2 separate regions of the Mus musculus genome follow, and region 2 is linked to region 1. A link is a contact called in public promoter capture Hi-C data. All regions are on one chromosome and are shown on one strand. The core of a region is the stretch at or near the end of the contact, and the rest is flanking DNA. Distances in the headings are between cores, read along the strand shown. Region 1 overlaps Lin54 (lin-54 homolog (C. elegans)). Region 2 holds the start of Mrps18c (mitochondrial ribosomal protein S18C).

What was found. Promoter capture Hi-C pulls out the DNA fragments that hold promoters and counts their contacts.
Region 2: a promoter capture Hi-C map of hematopoietic stem and progenitor cells shows a contact between it and region 1, with 3 times the contacts expected there. The contact joins the promoter of Mrps18c here to the enhancer-like site in region 1. A contact is called at or near these places in 4 of 39 promoter capture datasets (the C10 cell line, hematopoietic stem and progenitor cells and liver), 2 of 115 datasets of contacts at active chromatin or transcription factors (astrocytes and embryonic stem cells) and 3 of 9 other capture datasets (adipose tissue, liver and macrophages).

The regions. Positions count from the first base shown.
Region 1 is chr5:100,475,617-100,481,060 of GRCm38.p6, forward strand. Lin54 (lin-54 homolog (C. elegans)) reads right to left here. Exons shown (of 13, transcript NM_172714.4): 3 at 4,582-4,705; 4 at 73-215. Among named protein-coding and RNA genes, the nearest start is that of Lin54, 22 kb to the right of the region's middle. Within about 2 kb of position 2,170, at least 15 of the 459 cell types and tissues checked have an H3K27ac peak or open chromatin away from gene starts, as enhancers often do. A contact at or near this core is called in embryonic stem cells and hematopoietic stem and progenitor cells, where this site is marked.
Region 2 is chr5:100,795,004-100,800,041 of GRCm38.p6, forward strand. It overlaps Mrps18c (mitochondrial ribosomal protein S18C), which reads left to right and starts at 3,756. Exons shown (of 6, transcript NM_026826.1): 1 at 3,756-3,857; 2 at 4,549-4,610. The coding sequence starts at 3,767. It overlaps Helq (helicase, POLQ-like), which reads right to left and starts at 3,597. Exons shown (of 18, transcript NM_001081107.1): 1 at 3,291-3,597; 2 at 1,351-2,059. The coding sequence starts at 3,470.

The DNA.
Region 1 (5,444 bases), core at 920-3,419:
TGAAGTTACTTGTAAGACAATAAAAGAATCAATCACAATATTTGGCATTTGGGGCTCATTTTCTTTTTTTACCTTATTTGGCGACTTCAAAGGTGAGATGGCTATCTTATTTGGTGTCTGTGTTGTCGAATTTAAAGTTGATCCAATCACACCACTTTCTGATATTGTTATAGTCTTTGATGGAGTTCCAGGAGTAGACTGTGAAAGAACCCTACCTGCAAATGAGAGGGAACCCGTCAGCTGAGGAGTTTTAGTAATAGTTAAAAAAATTTACACAGTGATGATCTCTCTATATAAGGATTTTAGTTTCATATATATCAATATATGACTTTAGAGACACCAGTGTGACCCTAATGAATGATAGGGACCACCAAACAAAGCTTCTTAATAATACCTAATACTAGATTACCTAGCAGTGCCCCCTGAACCATAGTTAAGGTAATATCAATGAGAGAGAGAGAGAGAGCGCGCAAGTGAGAGCGAGCGCTTGGGACAACTCAGGACTTGGGCCCCAAGTTTTCTTCGTCTCTGTACTTTTACACTTACAACAGCTATCTTCCTATTTGAACTTAAATCATGTAGAGCAAAATTAAAACCAACAGTTCTGCAGGGAGGGCAGCTTGGTTGGCAGAGTGCTCGCCTCTCATGCAGGGAGCCATGAGCACCTCATAAACCAGGCAAGATAGGACACCTGAGGATCCAAGGACTTTCTCAGCAACAGAGGAACCAGCCAGGAATATGTAAGACTTATCTCAAAAAACAAAACAAAAATCATGCAGACCCGTACAAAACAGCTACTGAGGCCAGAGAGGTGGCTCCGTGGTTAAGATCACATGCTGTTCTTCCAGAAAACCAGAGTCAGCTCTCAATACCCACATCAGGAGGCTGCAGCTCTTTGTACTTCACCTCTAGGGATCTGATGCCCTCTGCTGGCCTCTGACCCAAACAAGTGACTGTACACAAACAATCAATGTCATTTTAAACATTTAAAAACTATTTTAAAGTAATTTTTAAATGTTTCTTTACGGAGTTGGGGGATGGCTCAGTGGTTAAGAGCACTGACTGCTCTTCCAGAGGTCCTGAGTTCAATTCCCAGCAAGCACATGGTGGCTCACAACCATCTGTAATGGGATATGATGCCCTCTTCTGGTGCGTCTGAAGACAGCTACAGTGTACTCATATACATAAAATAAATAAAATCTTTTTTAAAATTGAAAACAGCATAGTCAATAATAAAAACACTATTACTTTAAGTATTTAACATTTAAATTACTTCAGTTAAGCTGAGATTTAACAGTGCTATTTTATACTATTTAGGAACTACCATTAAAGTCACTAGTTATTGTGGTTACTGACACGCTAATGGTTGTTTTTAAAAATATACTTACTTATGGTATAGATTAAGGCTGAGATGTTTACAGGTAAATACTTACTATCAGAAATCGCTTTATAACAATACTCAGATGGAAGGGATGAAGGCTTATGAAATGAGACTGGTCAAGACCTAATGATTGTTCAAGCTGACTGAAGATGTAATCAAATTTCATTAAGTGAATTTCCTTAAAAAGTAAAAACTATATGCACATGTGTACGTGTTCACAGGTTTGCTGCCACAGGGTTACACCTCCAGCCTTGTGTGTGTCTAAGAATGGGTTTGTGCAAGTGAGTGCAGTGCCCTGGGGCCTAGGAGGGCGGGAGTTAGGGCCTATTGTGGGCTGCCATATGTGGATGCTGGAGCCAAGCTGCACTCTTACCCACTGAGCCACCTCTCCAAACTCTTGAAAAACTCTTACAGGCAATCTCAATTATTGAAGATAATTAATACTGGGGGGGGGGGGCACTTAAAATGAACTCAAAACAGAGCAAACATTCTGAAGCAAAGAACTGGCAGGATGGTTCCTCAGGGGCAAGTGCCTCCCACACACACCTGATGACCCCAGAAAGGAAGCAGACAAACAAACCCTCAAAGTTGGCCTTGATTTCCACACACCAACACAATAATCGTTTAAATTTTAAAGCAAATTATAAGTATGGAAGAAAACGAAAAAGCAGACTTCCTTCCTTCCTGCTTTTTATCTTACAAGGCGTCCCGTTTACTGTGTGTTGTGTTCCTTACCACAACAACGGCAGTGTGCTGCCGGCTGGCCACTGTGAGCTGGGGTTCCCTGGGAAACGAGTCTGCTGAGGGGGCCTTCCAGCCTTTAGACCAACTGGAGGTCATCCCCTTGCACTCAGGGGAGGACTAAAGTGAAAGCAGAAGCCCCTTATAGGAGCCGCGGACCTGTGAGCTACCCAGTGGGCCAGCTGAGGGGCTGTGAGGTGTGGAGCACCCTAAACTCAGGAACTGGACAAGATGGCCACATGGTCAGTGCCCCAGGGTGGGAATTAAGAATTGGTGCCAGGCGATGTTCCTGTTTGCAGATTTCACTGTTTTGGGGTAGAGGCCTAGGTTACTGTAGAGTAAACACTCTACAGTCTAACACTCTAGGCAAGTGCTTTATCACCAAGTCATGGCCCAGCCTACAAGCCTTATATTAAGGACTACTATTTACAATATTTAACGTCAGCTTGGAGTATGATGGTCTCATGCTTGAGGCTTTCCCTTCTCCCTCAGTGGAAAGTGATTCCATTTAATGACTAGGTCCCCTGGATCCCTCGCTGGGCTCGGGATACCCCAAATAGGCTCCATCTGTAAATGCGTCACTTCTTCCCGAGGTCTATTAAGGCTGCTGAGATAGTTCTGTGGGTAAAGGTGCCTGCGCCAGGCCTGAGGCAAAGACCCCAAACCCCACGTGGTGGGAGAGAGGAGACTGCCTCAAGTTGCCCTGTGAGCCCCACAAACCCTCGAAGGCACATCAGAGCTTACACTCAGCTTGCATTGGGATATTTCATGACACACTTGGAATCCAGGGGTTTGTTGTTGCTTTTGTTTTCTAGGGACTCTGCTAGATTTTCCTCTTATTTTTACTATCTCGTCATTTAGCGTGTTCCCAGTCTGGCTGTTCACAGGCCAGGTGCGTGTAGAAGTCAGATGACACCCTGGAGAGGTCAGGTCTTTCCTTCTTCTCTGTAAACTTAATACTGACAGGTCCAAGCCAAGAAATGAATCAAGCAAAGAATATTTTAAGCAAGGATGTGACAAGATCAAATCTGTACTTTAGAGAAATGAGGTATACATTGGTAAATCCATCTTCAATGAGAAATCTCCAATTAAGAAACAATCTTAACAGATTCTGAAAAAGCATCAGCTGCACTAGGGAGGCTGTATCAGCAGACCACTGTAAGGTCAAAAGCCAGCCCGGGCTATAGAATGGGCACCAGGCTAGTCAGGGCTATAGAGCAAGATCCTGACTCCCACCCCCTCTGCAAACTAAACTTAGTGCAAACAATCCTAGAGACAGAACAGATATTGAGCATTTTGTCTGCAATTACAAGGCAACGCCAGGACTAACTTGCAAAATGCCATAAATGACCCAACGACTGAACAACAACACCCATGACAGTAGTCCACGACAGTCAGGGAGAGCTGTACAGCTGGGGATCTTGTTGTTGTTTTCTATTAATGTAAACTGGTATCAAGGCCTGAGGCACAACCTTTCTACTGAACTACTACCATCCTAACAGAGCATTTGAAATCTACATATCTGAAGTGATACAGTTACCTGTAATGGTACATTTTAAAGTATATAACAAAAAGAAACTGGGTAGCATTAAGGTGAGTGCTGGTAGACACACTAAAGCTTAGATTCTGTTATATTTTGATAACAAGTATTTGATAATATGACAATTTCCCATTCATAAAGAATTTCATGTGAAGCCAGAGAAACTGGACTATGATTATTTTGTGTGTGTGTTTTTTAAGAATTATTTATTTACACTGCCACTGTCTTCAGACACACCAGGAAAACAGATGAGATCCTGTTACAGATGGTTGTGGGCCACCATGTGGTTGCTGGAAATTGAACTCAGGACCTCTGAAAGAGCAGTCAGTGCTCTAACAACTGAGCCATCTCTCCAGCCCCACTTTTTTGTGCTTTTATAGGTTTTGTTTTTTCAATGTATGAATCTGTGTTTTTCTTGTGCTTCCTCTTTGTTGTCTTACTCTTTGTCCTGGTTAGCCTATTTGTTTTCTAAGAGAGAGAAAAAAGACTGGAGTTGTGGGGAGAGGATCTGAGAGGACCTGAGTGGAAGGAGCTGGAGAGGAGCTGGGGAACCATGATCAAAATATAGTGAATAAAAAAAGATTTCAATAATTAAAAAAAAAAAAAGAGTACAAAACTCCAAACAAATAAGCTATAACTATTCTAAAACATTTTTTAAAGATTTATTTATTTATTATATGTAAGTACACTGTAGCTGTCTTCAGACACACCAGAAGAGGGCATCCCATTAGAGATGGTTGTGAGCCACCATGTGGTTGCTGGGAATTGAACTCAGGACCTTCGGAAGAACAGTCAGTGCTCTTAACCACTGAGCCATCTCTCTAGCCCATGCTAAAACATTTTAAAGTGACCGAGAACCTTTTCTAAATCTAGGACAGACACACACACACAAAGCTGACAAACTATAAGGACAGATAACCTGTGACGACGGGTGGAGATGCTTGAGTTGTCTGTCCTGTAACTGCTTTGCTATTAATTGGTTTTGCAAAAATCAGCTTCGTGATCACTGGACCCGAGGTTGGTGTCCGAGGCTTCTTAGCAATCTGAAACATAAATAACCATGAAGATATGTTTCCACAAAACATGTGTGCAGTAAAATGAGACAGCATTCATTCATACACAGTAGTACAGTAAAGTCAGGTCATTTAGCAAGTATATCTATATATTAAAGTAAAAAGCATTTAAAATAAATCCACTCACCAAAATATTAATATGATCATTATGTATAAGCGCACGTGTCCTTACACCTCTACTTTCCAATAAATCCCTAGTCTCTCTGAAACACACCGATGGTTAAAACAGTAAAGTTTAATAGTAATAATGTTTAATAATGAGAGTCGACACACAATATTAGTTTTCCAACTAGACTATTCAATAATAAAAAGAAGGAGTTTTAAAAATACAGTACAAATAATGAGGCACTGCTGCACACATACACATGACCACATTTACCTGGAATCCAATGTAAATTACAACTTTACAGTTACATTGTCCTTCTTTTCTCTTTCTCTCTCTTTTTTACATGTTTGGGATACATTCTCTTTCATCAGCTAAGAACTGCAAATTGGTCTTGAACTCAAGGTAATAACCCTGCCTCAGCTTCTCAAATACTGAGATTACAGATAAGAACTACCATGCTAAGCAGACTTAGAGCTACACACACACACACACCAGGAGAAGAGCTGACCCAGTTAATGTCAGACCTTCACTCCCAAGTGTAGAGATTACAGGTACAGCCACCATACTCAAGCTCAATGGTTTTCTACTGCAATTGTCACCAAA
Region 2 (5,038 bases), core at 2,506-5,005, 320 kb after region 1:
AGCAGACTGAGACTCAACAAAGCAGCCAGTGGAAGGGCAGAGGGAAGAAAGTTAGCCTGTACTTAGAGTAACAAAAGGTTCTTTGAGTATTATTGAGACAGGGTCTCATGTAGCCCAGGCTGGCCTTGAACTTGCTATGTAGCTGAGAATGACCTTGAAGTCCTGATCGTCTGACCTCCACCTCCTGAGGGCAAGGACTGTGGGGCTGCACACTACCCAGCACAAGACTGTTTGCTCACAAGCCATGTGCCTCACAATTTAGAATTTCTTGGATTTTGTGTTTATGCGGACAGTACATGTCTAGTCCCAGAGGTCTGAAGAGGGACTCAGATTCCCCTGGAGCTGGAGTTACAGATGCCGTAAGCCACCGTGTGGGTGCTGGGAACCAGATAGTCCTAAGTCCTTAGTTGCTGAGACATCTAGAATGTCTAGATTCTTACTGGCTGAAGGTAGTCTTTTGTTTCCTATCTTTCTACTTCAACCTGACTGTCTCCTGACAATCCACGTCTTCAAATACTTCAAAAGTTCTCCCAAGGAAGCTTCCAGTGACGGCTGATGGACTGATCTCCTAGTATGGCAGCTGCTGTGCCCTTGTTTACCATGGTCTATCTGAAATATATGCAAGGACACGGGGCTTTTGAAAAACATCACATAATTATTATTACTGCTGTCTTCTTAAAAAAATTATTTTTGTCTTATGTGCACTGGTGTTCTTCTTGCTTGTATGTGTGAGAGATGGTGTCAGATCTCCTGGAACTGGAGTCACAGGCAGTTGTGAGCTGCCGTGTAGGTTCTGGGAACTGAACCCTGGTCCTTTGGAAGAGCAGCCAGTGCTCGTAACGACTAAGCCAACTCTCCAGCCCCTACTGTAGTCTTTTCTGCACTTACATCTTAGCTGTCTTTAAATGCATTTTAATTTTAACTGCTATTACCAACTTCTTTCACTTAAGATTCTGAGCATTCAAAGGAATTGCCACAACTCTAAATGCCAAAGAAACAATAAAAACGAATCAGAGGAAGGTCAGAAGCAGAGTGTGAAGGGGTTGAAAACGGTAGGACACGTAGCTGCTCTGGACGCATGTCAGTGCTCAAGCTCCTTAGTCTTAGTCACTTACACAAGGGCACAGGAGTGAATGGACTGAAGACAAAGCCAGATACCTACCCTGAGAAGGACAATACACAAGGAAGGAAAGAAGTCCACGAGAGGGATGCAGGGTTAACGCAACTGATACTCTTGCTCATTCGAGATCAGAGACGGAACCAGGGAATCACCTGCTTCCACTGATTTGGTTTAATACTCTAATACTATTTGAACTATAAATTTGGTTTCCTTTTTATACAAAGCATTACCATATAGCTTTTTGATTCCTTTCAATTGAACGTAAAGATCTCTCACTTTGCTGGGTAGCGAATAAAAAGGACCAAGATCATCTGACGGTGACTCAATGGCTTTCTTGGCGACGCTGATCTCCTCAGACAGGAGCGCCTCTCTGAGGTGTTTACTCCTGGGAAATGCTGGGGTCTGGGCCCTGGCATTCCCAGCCATGGTACTTTTCAGATGGTCTTTCAGACTTTTTCTCCTGCTTGACTCTGAAGCAGCTCTGACGTTAGAGAAGTCATTATTTGGCTCGGGTTGCTCTGTGTGGCTGGAGACCAACTCTTCATGTGATGACTTCTGTGGGTCCCCATTTGTCTTCTTAGTGCACGGATCGCCCAAAGCTTCTGGTGAGTTCTGCGGATTTTCAAAGTATAAAATTTGAGAAGAAGGCACATCAAACGAAAGATCGCTTCCAGGTTCTGGTTCAGCAGGGACATCTAGGTGACTCTGCTTCTGGCCGTGCTCACTAGTTTCCGGGTCAGTGAGGTTGATTACAGTAGTAACTCTGAGGTTGTTTTTGAGGCCTGCTGAACAAAGGTCTTTGGTGCCAGAGTCTGCATCACGGTCCCCACATTCAGGCAGTTGCATATATCTCTGTTCCAGGTCATCAACGTGAGCTAAGAAGGAACTTTCTGTAAAGCTGTCATAGTCACCAAACATGTCCTCTTCGCTGTCATTTTCCTGTAAGGAAACAAAGATACATACATGAATTCCATCCTCATTTTAAAAAAACAAATGTCCCAGCAAAGGACTATCCCAATGATATCACTATATGCAAATTATCCTCTGAATACATATTATCATCACCAAACAAAAGAAACAAGTCCAGAGAGTTGCTCTGACTTGCCTAAACAGTACTGCTGGCTTATTATGGGATATCAGGATGCTAAGAAACATTTTTTTAAAAGTCAGAACAGGATCTCACCTTACTGAGGCTACACACTCCTGATCCTCCTGCCTGTTTCCTGAATGCCTCACCATGCCTGGTTTTAGGAGGTGTTGGGATCAAACCCAGGGTGTTGGGCATTCTAAGCAAACATTCTGTCAACTCAGATACATCCCCCAAGGGGTGATACTGGAATTCTAAATTATTTATTCTGGTGCTGCCATGTGAGCCCAGGGCCTGCCCCAGGCTCCGCTGCTGAACCTAACCGCCCAGTCTTTGGCATTTTAATTCTTAAACCTATGCTAAAGCACTTAAGAATGAAAGAACAGTAACTCTCTCCAAGATTCAATAGATGCTTCTGATAACTGTGGTAATTCCGGCCCAGGCACTAACGTAGAAGCTGGTCTGCTACAAAATCATGATTGTGCCATTAGACACTACAATGTTCCACTAGACACTACAATGAAATTCTGTTCTGAACTTGGAATTGAGACAGTCATGTGCACACTCATGTATGGTGGCTTACAGAACAGAGATGTAAACTGGGAGGTGATAATTATTTATTGAGTCACAACTTTAGTCTCTCAACTTCCCTGGACTCACTTACCGTTGTAAAAGTCTACATAATATGGCTAGTTTAATAACGTAACTAGCAATTAATGGGTCATCAATAAAAATGTTTTATCAGTAAAGTAGAGCCGAGCCATTTGGAAGGCTAGCTTTCTCTCTGTCAAGCCAGTTAATTGCCCCGTGAATACTTTTTATGACAGGGGATGGAAGGAGCATGTAGGTTTGACATCTACCTAGAAGTCGGGGGTTTAAGCAGTGTCTCCCAAGTGATGGAGATAAAAGGATAACAAAGGTGAGAGAGCGAGCTAAGGCTACTCATGATGTGCACCTGGGAAGAAGGCGGTTTCACCTCCCGCGCAGCCGTGCCCGGGGCGGGACACGCGGTTGCCACCGCAGCCCCTGGGATGACAGGACCGGGCGAGTCAACGGGGATGCGGGGACTCAGCAGGGCTGTACCTGGGCGTGCTCCGGGCTCCCGGTTTTCCGGCGGCGGCTCCCGGCTGCAGCTTCGTCCTCCGTGTCCTCGGCAGGCTGGAGCTCGGCCGGGGTCGGGGAGGCACGGAGGTTCTCCAGGTTGCCGCGGTTCCTTTTGCGGACAGACACCCGCCGGCGGATGCGGGGACAGCCGTCCTCCATGACAACGGCCCAGAGTCCCTGCGACAGCCGCCCTGGGTGCAGCCCGGAGCCGGTGGCGCCGTTCTGGAGACAGCAGGTGACCCAGCATCAGCTTTCCATCCCTCAGCAGCGCAGCCCCGGGTCACGTGACTTCCGGCCCGGGAAGCGCGGGAAGATAAAGGTGCAGTGCATTGAAACCCGGGCCGCGTTCGCGCCGGAACCTTTGCGTCGAATCCCGGGCAGACAGGGGAAGAGCACCAGAAAGGACCTGTCGGGGCGCTTAGGGAAATAGAAAGGAAGAGGAAGGGCGGAGAACCATGGCCGCTCTGGTTGCTCTGTGCAGTGGTATAGGGAGGAAGAATTTGACAACCGCGGCTGGCTGCTTCACGGATCGCGGAACTCAAGCAGGTAAAACGTCCGGCATAGCATTATAGCCGCTGATTGTCGGTGGGGTCCTCGCCGTTAGCAAAATGACTATTTCAATAGAACTAGGTTTGAGATAAGTGGGAGGCTCGAGTCATCGTAGACTAGTTTCCTAGAGCTGAAGAGGACTTTGAGGTGTAGTCAACCACTTTACCCCGTTACTTATTCACTTTACAAAAACCTATCGCCCCGACTCCTCAATAAGACTTTCTGGACACTTGTTGGCTGTGGTTCTCTTGCATCTGTTTCCATCCGCTGCTTGGACGAAGCCTCTCAGGAAACAGTTATGCTATCTAGGCTCCTGTCTCCAAGGTGTAGTCAACTCTTTTTTTGTTTGTTTGTTTTATGCTTCTTTGTCAATGTCTTGAATCTTTTTATTTCTCCTTTGGAATGACAGTACCATTCTGTTGTTTCTGTACATATTTGAATTTCAATCCGTAACTGTAGAAATGAGAAAGAATTTATAGGAGAGGAAGTATATATGTCCTTTATCCAAAGCCTTTGGAACCGCTCATTTTGAGTCCTATTATGTCCCAAATCTAACAGGTTGCTAACTAATCATTGAAAAGAATGTTTGATATTGTGCCCTTTGATTATCTAGCATCTTTAAAAACGTAAATCTTGGTTAGATATGCAGCGAATGAAAACAATTGTGTTGTCGCCATTTTCTCTTTAGTTTCTGTGATTTGGAGACGATGTTTTTCACAGTTTGAACAGGTAACCAGCAATGAGGACCTGGTAAGATTTCGTTTTCTTTTTTTAAAGAAGACATTATTTTATTATTTGTATGTATGTGGGGGAGGGGAGTTGTGGAAGCCAGAAGAGGGCATTGGATTCTCCTGGAGCTGGAACGAGGTGGTCGTGAGCCACTGGGTGTGGGTGCTGGGATTCAAACCCTGTACTTAGTAACATTAGGGAGTACTTTTAACCACTGACACCTATCCAGCCCCAGGTCCCCCTCCCCCCATATTACTAATTCATTTCCAAATTCAGCCTAATTTTTAATATTTGGAATTCAATTATAGGACAAAATAATGGTTATCTTTTATTGACTATAGTCACTTGTGTTTTGTAGAGAATTCCTAGATTCAGTCTGTAATGTATTCTTCTTCATAGATATTAAATATAAGGATACATGATTTGAGAATATCTAAATATAGCTTCGG